Linked DNA regions of Hordeum vulgare: region 2 is linked to region 1. A link is a contact called in public Hi-C data. All regions are on one chromosome and are shown on one strand. The core of a region is the stretch at or near the end of the contact, and the rest is flanking DNA. Distances in the headings are between cores, read along the strand shown. Region 1 has its middle 50 kb from the start of LOC123449242. Region 2 has its middle 57 kb from the start of LOC123449243.

What was found. A called contact is a pair of places that touch in the nucleus more often than the background predicts.
Region 2: a contact with region 1 is called in a Hi-C map of leaf, with 4 times the contacts expected there. The contact joins two enhancer-like sites. A contact is called at or near these places in 2 of 6 Hi-C or Micro-C datasets (leaf and seedling).

The regions. Positions count from the first base shown.
Region 1 is chr4H:520,214,129-520,220,071 of MorexV3_pseudomolecules_assembly, forward strand. No RefSeq gene overlaps it. Among protein-coding and RNA genes, the nearest start is that of LOC123449242, 50 kb to the left of the region's middle. Within about 2 kb of position 3,088, at least 3 of the 3 cell types and tissues checked have open chromatin away from gene starts, as enhancers often do. A contact at or near this core is called in leaf and seedling, where this site is marked.
Region 2 is chr4H:520,564,005-520,569,947 of MorexV3_pseudomolecules_assembly, forward strand. No RefSeq gene overlaps it. Among protein-coding and RNA genes, the nearest start is that of LOC123449243, 57 kb to the left of the region's middle. Within about 2 kb of position 3,012, at least 3 of the 3 cell types and tissues checked have open chromatin away from gene starts, as enhancers often do. A contact at or near this core is called in leaf and seedling, where this site is marked.

The sequences.
Region 1 (5,943 bases), core at 1,838-4,337:
CTTTCGGAGGTACCCGTAGTGCACCTTTATAGTCACCCAGTTACGTTGTGACGTTTGATACACCCAAAGCACTCCTACGGTATCCGGTAGTTGCACAATCTCACGACCGAAGGAAAAGATACTTGACATTAGAAAAGCTTTAGCATACGAACAATACGATCTAGTGCTATGCTTAGGATTGGGTCTTGTCCATTACATCATTCTCCTAATGATGTGATCCCGTTATCAATGACATCTAATGCCCATGATCAGGAAACCATGATCATTTATTGACTAACGAGCTAGCCAACTAGAGGCTTGCTAGGGACACTTTGTGATCTATTTATTCACACATGTATTACTGTTTCCTGTTAATACAATTATAGCATGAACAATAGACGATTATCATGAACAAGGAAATATGATAATAACCATTTTATTATTGCCTCTAGGGCATATTTCCAACAATAGAGGCGTCCATGTTTTTGTTTTTAAGACTCTATATAGGCGTCCACGTATTTCTAGTATGTGCACTAGTTATAATGAGCCGGTCCATGTGAGATTCCCTTGGTCTCTTCTATATGCAAAAGATCGACAATTTAACACAAAGTGCGTTAAATTAAATTTTCAGGACGATGGTTCAGCAGACAATTCTTTGCTTAAAAAAAAGAACTTTACTATAAATCTAACCTTAGATTTTTTATCATGACAAATCAAACTTTTTATATAGCAAATTATTTTTTGTCGAGAATTACAAGTTTAGCTAACGAAAATGACAAATCTGTCTCAGTTTATTTTTTTGCCAGAAAATAACCGTACTTGCAAACTAAATTTGCCATCATCGCGTCAGAATAAATTTCCATGAAAACATCAGATTTATACCATGGCTAAAAATCAAACGCCAGTTTTCTTGAGTTTATGAAGAAAAACGAAAGGGCAAGAACAATCTCATCCGGAAGCCCATCGCAGCGACTCCCACACAAGAATCCTTTTCATTACGCGCTATGGCCGCACGGGCCGCCCACGAATTCTCCACGACTTTGCCACCGGCGCCGGCGGCCGACCAAACTCCACGGCGGTTGTCATCACACAAGACGCACAACCGTAGGCAATCAGGCCGCTGCCCCCCAATTATGAACGAATCGACTCCCCAACCTCAACCCCAGGACCGGGATGGAGACACTCACACTCACGTACTGCTCACCCGGCCATCACCACCACTAGCAACAGCGCTCAAGCCGCCGGCCGGTGCACACACAGCACCAGCGAGCCGCCGGCCACTCTCCACCCGTCGCCCGGTCAATCCACCCGTCAATGCCCAACACGGCAGAAACAATGACGCTAGCCCGACTGTTATTCATTCATATCCCTGTCTCCTCCTCCTCTCCCCGGCCGACACAGCTTGGCCAAAAGGCGCCGCGCCCTCGTCATCCCGCACGGCGACGGCAATGATAATAATTAGCCGGAACTGCTACGCCTACGCGGTGGTTGATCGACGATCTCACGATCGCCTCGCCATGCAATGCAGCGCACGAGCACGATTACTTGCCGCCCTTATCTGCTTCGCTTCGCTTGGCCGTAATTTTCAATTTTCAACCCCCGCCGCGGTCGAATGGCCGTTCGACGACGCACGCACGCACGCATCTATTGCCGCCTTTGACATCCATCGGCTTCCTTCCGGAGTGCGTCGTACATACATGTCGTATTGCTCGGTCCATCGTTGCTGCGCAAAGATCCTTATCCCCGTGCCTTCCAGTGCGTCATGATAGCGCCCGGGCCATTCTTGCTTGCACTGCCGTGTCATGTGTGCCGCCAGCCATGGAATGCTGGAGACGACGCCTCTGACCTTCACCCTAACTTTATTCCTTGTTCTTCACATTTTTCTTTCATGATGAGTATGTCGTGTGATCATTTTCCTTTGGCACGGCGTGTATAGTTGATGGTTCTCAACTTGTACTCGATGTCTTGAAGATTAGACATGTTTTCTTCTTCTTCTTCTAAAGAATAAAGATTAGATAAGCTGTTTGGTAATCTGTTATAAACAATAGGGCCAATTATTATTATACAGTACAACAAGATGTGCTCTGTTCGACGAAGTTCTTCAGGGAAGAGGAGGGCCTTTTTACGGTCAGAACGGGTTGGACTAACGTAAGAAGGAAATGATTGGGCGCGATGATTGGTGGTTGCTGACTATGATCGATTAACCTTCTCTGGACACCATCATATACTTTCCAAGATATTATGGAATGTCCTTGCCAGTACCCGATTGTCAAAGCTGACGATCGAGCACACCACCAGGCGGGGCGGGGAATTCCAGCTCGGTCGACACGCACAAGGCAGCAGGTCAGCTTCAACTTCGTATCCGAACAAACAAACAAACAAACCATTTCATGCCTAGTGGGCTCTTGATTTTTCAGAGCACGAAACGTTCAGACCTTCCAGCACCATCTTGGCCGCACGTTTTATTTTTCCTTTTGAAAAAAAGGATACTGGCTTCATATGGGAGCAGGTGAAATCCCGTGATCTCATCTCAAGTAAATTCTTTTTGTTCTCGACGTCTTGATCCTTCAATCTTCATAGACATTTCTTCAAGTGACCACATATGCATATCCATGATTTGACAAGGTTATCTTTGGCCAGGATCACTTATTTTAGCTCACACCCTTTTTGTTTCCCTCTTCACACATTACGCAATCAACCTGCCGGGGGCTCATTCTAATCAGTGACTGAGAACACTGTCTCGTACGTTACTAATGATCTCCACCTCATAACAGCTAGTCAAACCCTAGCCTTTTCAAAAAGGCTTGCCGCCAGCCGAAGGCTACTAGTTGTGATAAGCACTTGACGTTTGACCTACGGATGATGCATCACCAGGAAATGCCTAAAATATGCAATGAGATCTAGTCCCTGGCTTGTGCACTGCTGCTTTGCGTCCATTGTTTAATGGCGAGTACCGTCTTTGACCTAAAAATTAAGTCCAAACAAACAGGAGAGCGTTATCCATAGTCCCTTTCAGATGGCGGCCATATGGCGCATTAAGATACTATAACCACTACTTTACATGACCAAATGATTGGCCTATTCGTTTGTTATTGCACTAATGGAGGGGTGGTTTGGCCTAGCCTCTCAGATGGGCCAATTCAAGCAGACAGAAAGCAAACAAAAGATATGGACATGATCTCAGGTTGCTATTATCAATCATTTGCCTGTTTACTTCCTGCAAGACACCTAGAATCTCTAAACTACAAAACTAAAGACTTCTCTGGAACTAATAACTGGTAGGTTTGTTCATATCGAGGACATATGTTTATGCCTCAAAATCAGAAGTGAAGTTTCAACTGCTGCAACATGAAATTATTATTATTATTATTATTATTTGCTTTTCGAAAAGTCCAGGACAGTATTTTCAGACTTTTCTTAGAGGATATTTTGTAGGACAGGCAGGAACTAGGGTGGTACTTTTCCTCGATACATCATTAATCAGAATTTCTTTGTGCTCGTCATGCTGTCCGAAGTTATTCATCGGCATAGGATTCCTCAGGACCCTTGGCTGCATTTTCGACAGTATTGCAGGTAATCTGAACACACTTTAGGCACATGGAAAAAAAATCTATCCTGATGCCTTATCACTTGGAATCCTTCCTGGGGCGGGAAGAATTTAGTTCACACGCATGAGTAGATTTCCTCAATGATCGAGATACAAAATTCACCTTTGTGTCAACTACACATGGAGACTTTCTCTTGCTCAAAATCATCACATCATTGGCCAGGCTTTTGTTTACTTGGGCAAACCGAATAGTCGACAGCAACTTGTGACTAGGATAGAACTAGATAAGAACCTCATTGGGGGAATGCTGCTACATGATCAACCTTTTCCTGGAGAAGCATCGATGAATACAAAGCTCTCGATAGGCGTAGAGAAATGATGATTGGTCATCTTGCTAAATCAAGAGAAGGGACAAGTTAGGCAGCGCAACTGATGCATCAACAACCATGACAAGATATATATGACTGGTATGGGTGCAATACTAAACATGTTTGTTTAGTGGTTGGATAATCAAGCTAGCTAGGTTGATGATTGACAAACAATAGCTAATGAACAATTAACAATGGAGGATTAGTTGAGCAGCTATATCAGCTGATCTTCAATCAATCATGAGAATGGACAAAGACAAAGCAACAATAATATAGACATACAAATGACTGCAGATATTCAAACACTTGGATCTTGCATGACACGGAACGAGCTTGCGTACAGCATGATTGGTGCGCAATTGGTGAGAAGAATCATGGAAGGCACACACAAACGCAAAGTATTCCATTTTCTAATTGATCTGGAAGAGAATATAGTGGTGAGGTCACGGTTCATGCATGCATGCACCATCAATAATTTGAGCTACTAGTAGGAGATCCTTACAAGACAGTAGCACTGGAGCTCTCACTTATATCGTCATCTCAGGATATTGCAGGTTGCTGACCGATCAGTTTTGGGAGCTTTATTCGATCTGCTCTATCGATGCCCAACATGATGGAAATTCAGATTCAATTTTTCTTCATCCATATACATTTTTTAGTTTCTTTGTAATTGAGGAGCATCGCTCCCAATTTCATTTAGATGTATATTTTTTTCCCAAAGGGGATATATATATACTAGAAAATCCATATGATAAATTATCTCCGTCTCAAATTACTTATGCTAGATTTGTTAGATATAGATGTATCATGTCTACATACATTCGTATCCAAGAAAAATAATTCGAGACGGAGAGAGCTTTAAACCGAGGGACAAGTCCCCGACCTAGATGAGACAGTACGTTGTGAAGACATGACTACTAGAATGGTTCACTTGCATGTAGTATCTATCTATTGCTCTATTTATCCTTTGGACGACAATAGTCAGATTTTTGTAACTATACATATCAGCAGTCTATCTAACATATAAACTGATGTATTAATTAAACATCGCATACATTAGAACCATCTGCAAAATTGTGATTTAACAGCATCTACAACCGAACTTGACAAATCCGCCCCTATACGCCGGTGGGCGCGTTCGAACGCATCCACGGACAGCGCTGGGCGGCCCCTCATATGGGCTGTCGCACATCTACACACCTCAAATGCGGAACCTTAAATCCATGTAATTCATGCACGTCGATTATACGATACAAATTGTCCGAATTCAACAGATTGAAACAAAGCAAAACAAATCATAGCTTACCAATGTGGACATGTCAAAATAAAATCAATGTCCGATCAGTCGCTGGCTGCTGGCTGGATCACTCGTCGGACACCATCCATGATGCCTGCTTCCAAGCCATCATTGCATCCTGCTCCACCCGCATCTGACCTGCATGCTCCACCTACATCCTTGCTGCATGTGCCGCTCCTGCCGTAGCCGCCCTTGCCTTTGCTTGGATTGGAATTTGATGGTGTCCCAATTTCAATTGTAGGACAGGTTGGATCCCCCAATTCATACTCCATTAGGGCTGGATCATGATTATCATTGACCATGTCCGACATGGTCAACTCCTAAATTATCAAGCATTCATCAAGTCCGAAAAGAACTACCGGTATATGCAAAACATTGAACATATCATATGAAAAGTTAATCGTACAAGAGCAACAAGAACATACCGCTTGTCGTGTCATTACGCCAAACAGGTCATGGGCAGCCCAGGCGGCGCTTGTGCTCGTGCTTGTTCGTGCCCGAACCAACTGCGGCGATTGACGAATGTCCATAGCTCGCATCTGTGTGGGTAGAAAGCTCTCCAGAATGCCCCTAACCGGTCGTCGGATCCTCCTCTGTCCCAACTAGGTGCGATGATGCGATCCTTCTCGATGACTGGATGGATGGGGTGCGGGGTCCCGGGCATCGTGGAGAGGGGGCGCGGGCAGCTGCTCCTCCATGTCCGCATCCGCCCCTGCAACGCCAACGCTTCCCTCTCTCGCCGCCTTCGTCGC
Region 2 (5,943 bases), core at 1,762-4,261, 350 kb after region 1:
CTAAAACGCTCGCCGATTGCAAGAAAAGGTCGGATTGGAAAGATTGTCCGAAGGCAATTACTTCTGAATTATTATCTCTCAACAAAAGGAAGGTGTTCGGACGAGTTTGTCGAACTCCTCCCCCACATTCGCTTTGTTGGCCATAGGTGGGTTTTTCTTCGAAAGAGAGATGAAAATAATAAGGTAGTACGGTACAAAGCAAGGCTCGTTACTAAGGGTTCACTCAACGACATGGTGTCGATTTTGAGGAGACCTGTTCCCCGGTCATGGATGGAGTTACCTCTAGATACTTGATCTCAATGGCACTAAACATGGGCTTGAAAATGAAATTAATGGATGTTGTCACTTCTTACCTATATGGTAACTTGGATTCGAACATATACATGAATTTCCTGAAGGTATCCATGTTCCGAACCATGATAGAACAAATATGAGTCTATACAATGTTCAACTTCAAAAGGCATTGTACGGACTTAGACAGTCTGGTAGAATGTGGTATAATCGCCTAAGAGATATCGTTCATCAGAAGGTCTGCACGAGCAATAAAGATTGCCCATGTATTTTTGTACGACGATCCCAAGATGGATTATGTATAATCTCAACGTACGTGGATGATTTAAACATAATCGGTACACCTAAGGATATTGAGGAAGCAACTCCCTACCTGATGTCGGAATTTGACATGAAGGATTTGGGTAAAACCAAGTTCTGTCTACCTGATGTCTGCAACTTGAACATTCCCCTGACGGGATTCTAGTGCACCAGTCGGCCTACGCCTAGAAGGTGTTGGAAAGATTTGAATTTGATAAGGCATATCCTTCTAAGACCCCGATGGCCGGGAGATCTTTACAGCCAGACAAGGACCCGTCTAGGCCTAAGGAATAGGGGGAGAAAACTCTCAGACCAGAGGTCCTTACGTTAGTGCAGTTGGAGCACTCATGTACCTTACAAACTGTACACGACGAGACATTACTTTTGCCGTCAGTTTGCTCGCTAGGTACAGTTCTAAACCTACCAAGAGACATTGGAAAGGTATCAAGTACATCTTCCATTACCCACAAGGGACCAAAGATCTTGGCCTATTTTGTAAAATGAATCAAGACCTATCTCTTATAGGTTACGCCGACGCTGGGTACCCGTCGAACCTGCATGATTGCAAATCACAGACGGATAACTGTCCAAGGGGGAGTGTTGAAAAACTACCGGGTCGATAGGAGCGGCGCGGCCTGACTCGGCCAGCGTCCTCCCTTTGACCGAACGTTTCCCACTTAACGTTAAGTGGACATTTATCCCCCTTACCTCTAGGCTATATAAAGAGAAGAGCACCCCATTGTGCAATACCCTGATCAATGATTAATAAAGAAAGACTCCCCCCTACTTTTCTGTATCAACTTACTTTCTGTATCTGTGCATGATCGATTACGACGCTCGCTCCGCTCGCAACCTTGAACCGGACTCGCGGCAAGAGTTATATCTCCGTGCGGATTGGATTGTCAATTTTCGGGTGCTTTTGTGTGGCTGCTCTGGCAGTTACGTTGTGCGACTACCAGTGGGCCGTCTGGTATCGGGCTACAGCAACCGTCCGAGGTCATCCATGTCATGTACGTGTCCGATTCAATGATGGGTGATGGACCCAGCCCGGAACCGATCTCTGATAGTAACAGCCTGGTGGCCGGTGCCGGTGGGGATGAGGAGTTATTCCAAACCGCGTTTCACCGTGCAAAATAAAACAAGTGGAGAAACTACAGCTGACGTTCTAGTTTGGACTGCTCCAGAACTTTCGACCCGAATGACGTTTCGGAACTAGTATTCTGATGGGAGCTTTCTTTTGCACGCGATTAATTTGATGGGATGGCGGGTGGCAAATCAGAAGAAAACGATCAGAATTCACGACTTTAGTAAAAATATATGTGCGCCGTTACATCGTGAGAGACGTCAAAACTTGTATGCAGTGCCAATGATACGGGCACGTATCCAGTGTCACTCGATGCTTCCAGCCCCTAAAATGTCATTTGCCCTTGGGTTTCTATATGGAGTAGAAATAGAATATGTCATCGCTTGCCAGTCAAAACACGATCGAGGGAGGCATGGGGTTAAAATATACTTAGTGGCAGTATCATGAGTATCCAGGCTAGATAGCCCATCGATCCGTCCTAAAATATGCAGACGGTACACGCGGCATCTCCCGCCCCTCACGGCTCACGCGCGTCCTACCCTTGGACGGAGCAGCTCGCTAGCAAATGCACGGCGCGTCCGGACGGGAAGCCGGCCGGTTTCCCGTGACCGAACGGGACGGAACGGGGTGCAGTAATCTAGTCCGACGAGTTAACGCCGGTCACACGCAGCGCATGCCACCGCGCGCGCTCCCATCTGCATCCCGAGCCGAGAGGGGAGTTCAATGTGGCGCCCCACTAGCCGTGACGCGTCGCCGCGCTCCGCATGGCGCCGAGATCCCTGCCGGCCGGCTTCGGCATTCAAAAACAACCGTCGTTTCGAACCTCTCGACCTTGGCTTTTCCCTGATCATCAGTCAGTCTGCGTGTCCATGCCTTGATCTCTGGCTCTCCGGATCGGAGCTGGCGCCACAGCGTGGCTGCCAGACGCAATTATTGAAAGAATGTTCGTCGTGTCCGGTAGGCTGGCTGGCATCCCTGCAGCGGCAGCGTCTGCTTCCTTGGCCAGTGCTCCCTCCCTGCATGCATGCATGTAGCCGTGCGGCTGCTGTGGATCTGGACGCAACTCATTCATGAAACGGGATCCTCAAATCTCGGTCCTCATCGCGTCAGACTGACACGGCGCGACGCGTACTGAGGAGAGATCTGTTCTTGGATGATATCTTACGGAGCGGTGGTACTAGCTAGCTAGCAGATAATAAGGGGTGGATGGTAAGGGGTGGATGCAACCGGCGAGAGCAGGTACGCCTGCGGCGCGTTGGCGGAGCGAGAGCGAGAGCGAGATGGAGGGACCATCCATGTTGCATCCGGGGCGATGGCGGCAGTACTAGGCTGTCTCCCATCATCATTCGGGGTGGATTTGGTTGTGGATATGGTGGTGCAGCCCACATGACGCGCCGGCCGGGCCGGGCGCCCGTGTAACAAGCAAAAGCAAGACTCCCTGCAGACAATCATTGGCCGCAGCGGGTCATGCGTCTCGCTCTCACCACCTCCCTCAATTAGCCAACTGTGGAGCAGAGCAGGGCAACTACGCTGCAGGTCGACGCTTTCTTTCTTTCTTTATTCCCCTTCTCGTAAAAAGAAGAAGAAAAACCGTCTGCTGCCGCTGCACGGCCATGCTCCGCCCCCTGCAACTGTCCACTCCACACCGAATTATTAGCGTTTGCATGGCAAGCTAAGCTTTGGCGTGGAATCCGTGTCAACAGTGACGAGGCATGGCCCCCGGCGCCGGGCAAAGGATATGGCCCGTATCGTATCGTATGGGCCCGTCCCCATCCCCGTCCCCTGCTGACTATTCGTGCCTATCCTGTACGTACATAACAAGGCATGCATGCGGCGGTCGATTGATTCGCGCCTAGTGCAATCAAATCCCGCTTCCAGGTACGTACACGTACGTGCGTACGTGCCGATCCCGTCGAGCTTGACATGAACGTACCGCACTGTACCGGCCGGTAGGGGCGAAAGATCGCCTCCGAGTGGAGCGAGCTGAACTGGCCCGTCACGTACTGCACTGCACCGTCGGCGTCGGGTCATCGCCGCTGATTTGAGGGCGCAAACGGGCGGTTTGCAGCGGAGGGAGGGAGGGAGATCTGGCCGCGGATCATCGCGTTGCCCCCCTCGGCTGCTTTTTGCCGGCGCATCACATCGGGCGAGATATGGGGGATATATGCGGAGCCCGGCCGGAGCTCGATCGGCCGAATCTGGCTGACGATCGGGTCGACCTGCCGACGGCTTGCTTTTGAAAGGATGGAACAGGTGTTTCCGAAATGCAGGATGCATCAGAGGGACGACAGCGCACGGTGCAACGGGGACGGACGGATCCGGTGCTGGCTGCGGTGTGTGGCATCAACGGGTACCAACGTCTGCAGTACGTCCGTGGCGTCTGGTGGGTCAGCCGCGCGCGCTATGGTTGTGAGTCCGACGTAGCGACGGGTCCGTCCTGTCACGGGCAGATCACTAACGCATACGATCCCGTCTGTTGGCTATCCCGCGGCCATGCACGTGGGATAAGCGACGGCTGATCCATCCTGCTACCGACAGCCAGCCATATGGATCGCAAATTCCCACCGGGAGCGATATTATAGCTAACTTATTACTCCCTCCGTCCAAAAATAAATAGTACATCAACTTTATACTAGATTTGGTATAAAATTGTATTGAGCTTAAGACACTTATTTTAAGACCGAGAAAATATATTTACATATATAAGTCAACAAAATTGTGGGTGCGCACGTACGTACATCCAGAGTACATGGAGACGGCGGCAGCTGTTGGCGACGGACGGCCCTTTGATACACCCGCGGTAAGAAGAAGGTTGCTCATTTTCTCCGTTCGGGCACGGTTCATCGCATTGATGTCGTGTGCCGTGTTAAGCGTGTGTCTGTGTATGACAAATCCGGTCACCAACATTTGGACTTGGCAAACCCGGTTCCCTAAACTTTTAGAACATTGTCGGATGGCACCTCAAAAGTCCTACCGGAGAGCCGAACTTCTCGTATCAACACTTGAAAATTCATACATATCGATCACATAACAAAAAAAACGCATCACCAATTCAATAATGCAGGAAAGAAAAGAAAAAAACATGCCAGATGCCAAAATGAAATTCAACGCTCGTGTCTCGTCAACATGATAAATCATTCGTTGGGTGTCATCCGGACCACGTCGGCTGCTACGACCGTCGCTCTCGCCCACTCGTACTCCCTATGCATGCTGATCTTGTTCCTCCTCGCCTCAAGCAACTTCTCGCCTTCCGAATCCAAGCGGTTTGCATCAAAAAAGATTATCCTTGAATCCTTTGTGTCTCGAGCTAGTTGCAAGATTCACGACGGAGCCCGATCGAGTTGTCTAATGCACACGAGAGCTCCCCCCAGAGCTATATGTTGTTCATACTGATTTGTATTAGGCTTGCCATAAGCCGAAGGATTTGACCAGGCCTAATATTGTGCAAGTTTTTTCCCGCTCGGTTTTCTAATCTGGTTTTAATTATTTATGTTGGTCTCCTTCGGGTTTTCTTTCGGTGAATAGGAAAAGCTTGTGTATCATTTTCTTGACAAGAGGTACAACACGTGACACGAACGCAAAGACGTGAGCATGGCAGCAAGAGCATTTTTCTGGAATTACACGGACCACGTGAGCATGGCACCATGAGCATTTTTCTCGCCTTCCGAACGCAAACACGTTCATTGATCTTGAAAAAAGTTCACAAATTTGAAATTATGTTCTCAGATTTTTTTAAAAAGTTCAGCCATTTTAATAAAATCATATATTTTCAAGAAAATTCACAGATTTTTAAAAAAGTTCATTGATTTAGAAAAAAGTTCATGGGCTAAAACACAGATCTGATCTCTAAATGGGATGGCCCATGCGGAGTGCTGCAGGCGCCGGTTAGCAAATGTTTCCTTTAACTGACGCCTGTGGCGCTAAATAGGATTTTCCGCATGACACACACGCGGTGCTTTAGGCGCTGCCTGGTGCTACAGCATTTACTCGCTTGGTTGTATCGGACGGCCCAATAGTTCAACATGTATCAAAAATGTTCAAGAATACTAAAAAATGTTTAAGATATTATAACAATATATTTTAGACTAAACAATATTCAACATCTTTAAAAAAATATTAACAGGTATTTCGAAATGGCAAACGTATCTAAAATTGTTCATGTATTAAACGTAAATAATCCTAAATATCTTTGCTTTTGGGTCAAACAATTTTAGATTTATTTTTAAAAATATACAAAAAAAATAAATTAAAAAGGCAAAAGGAAAAGA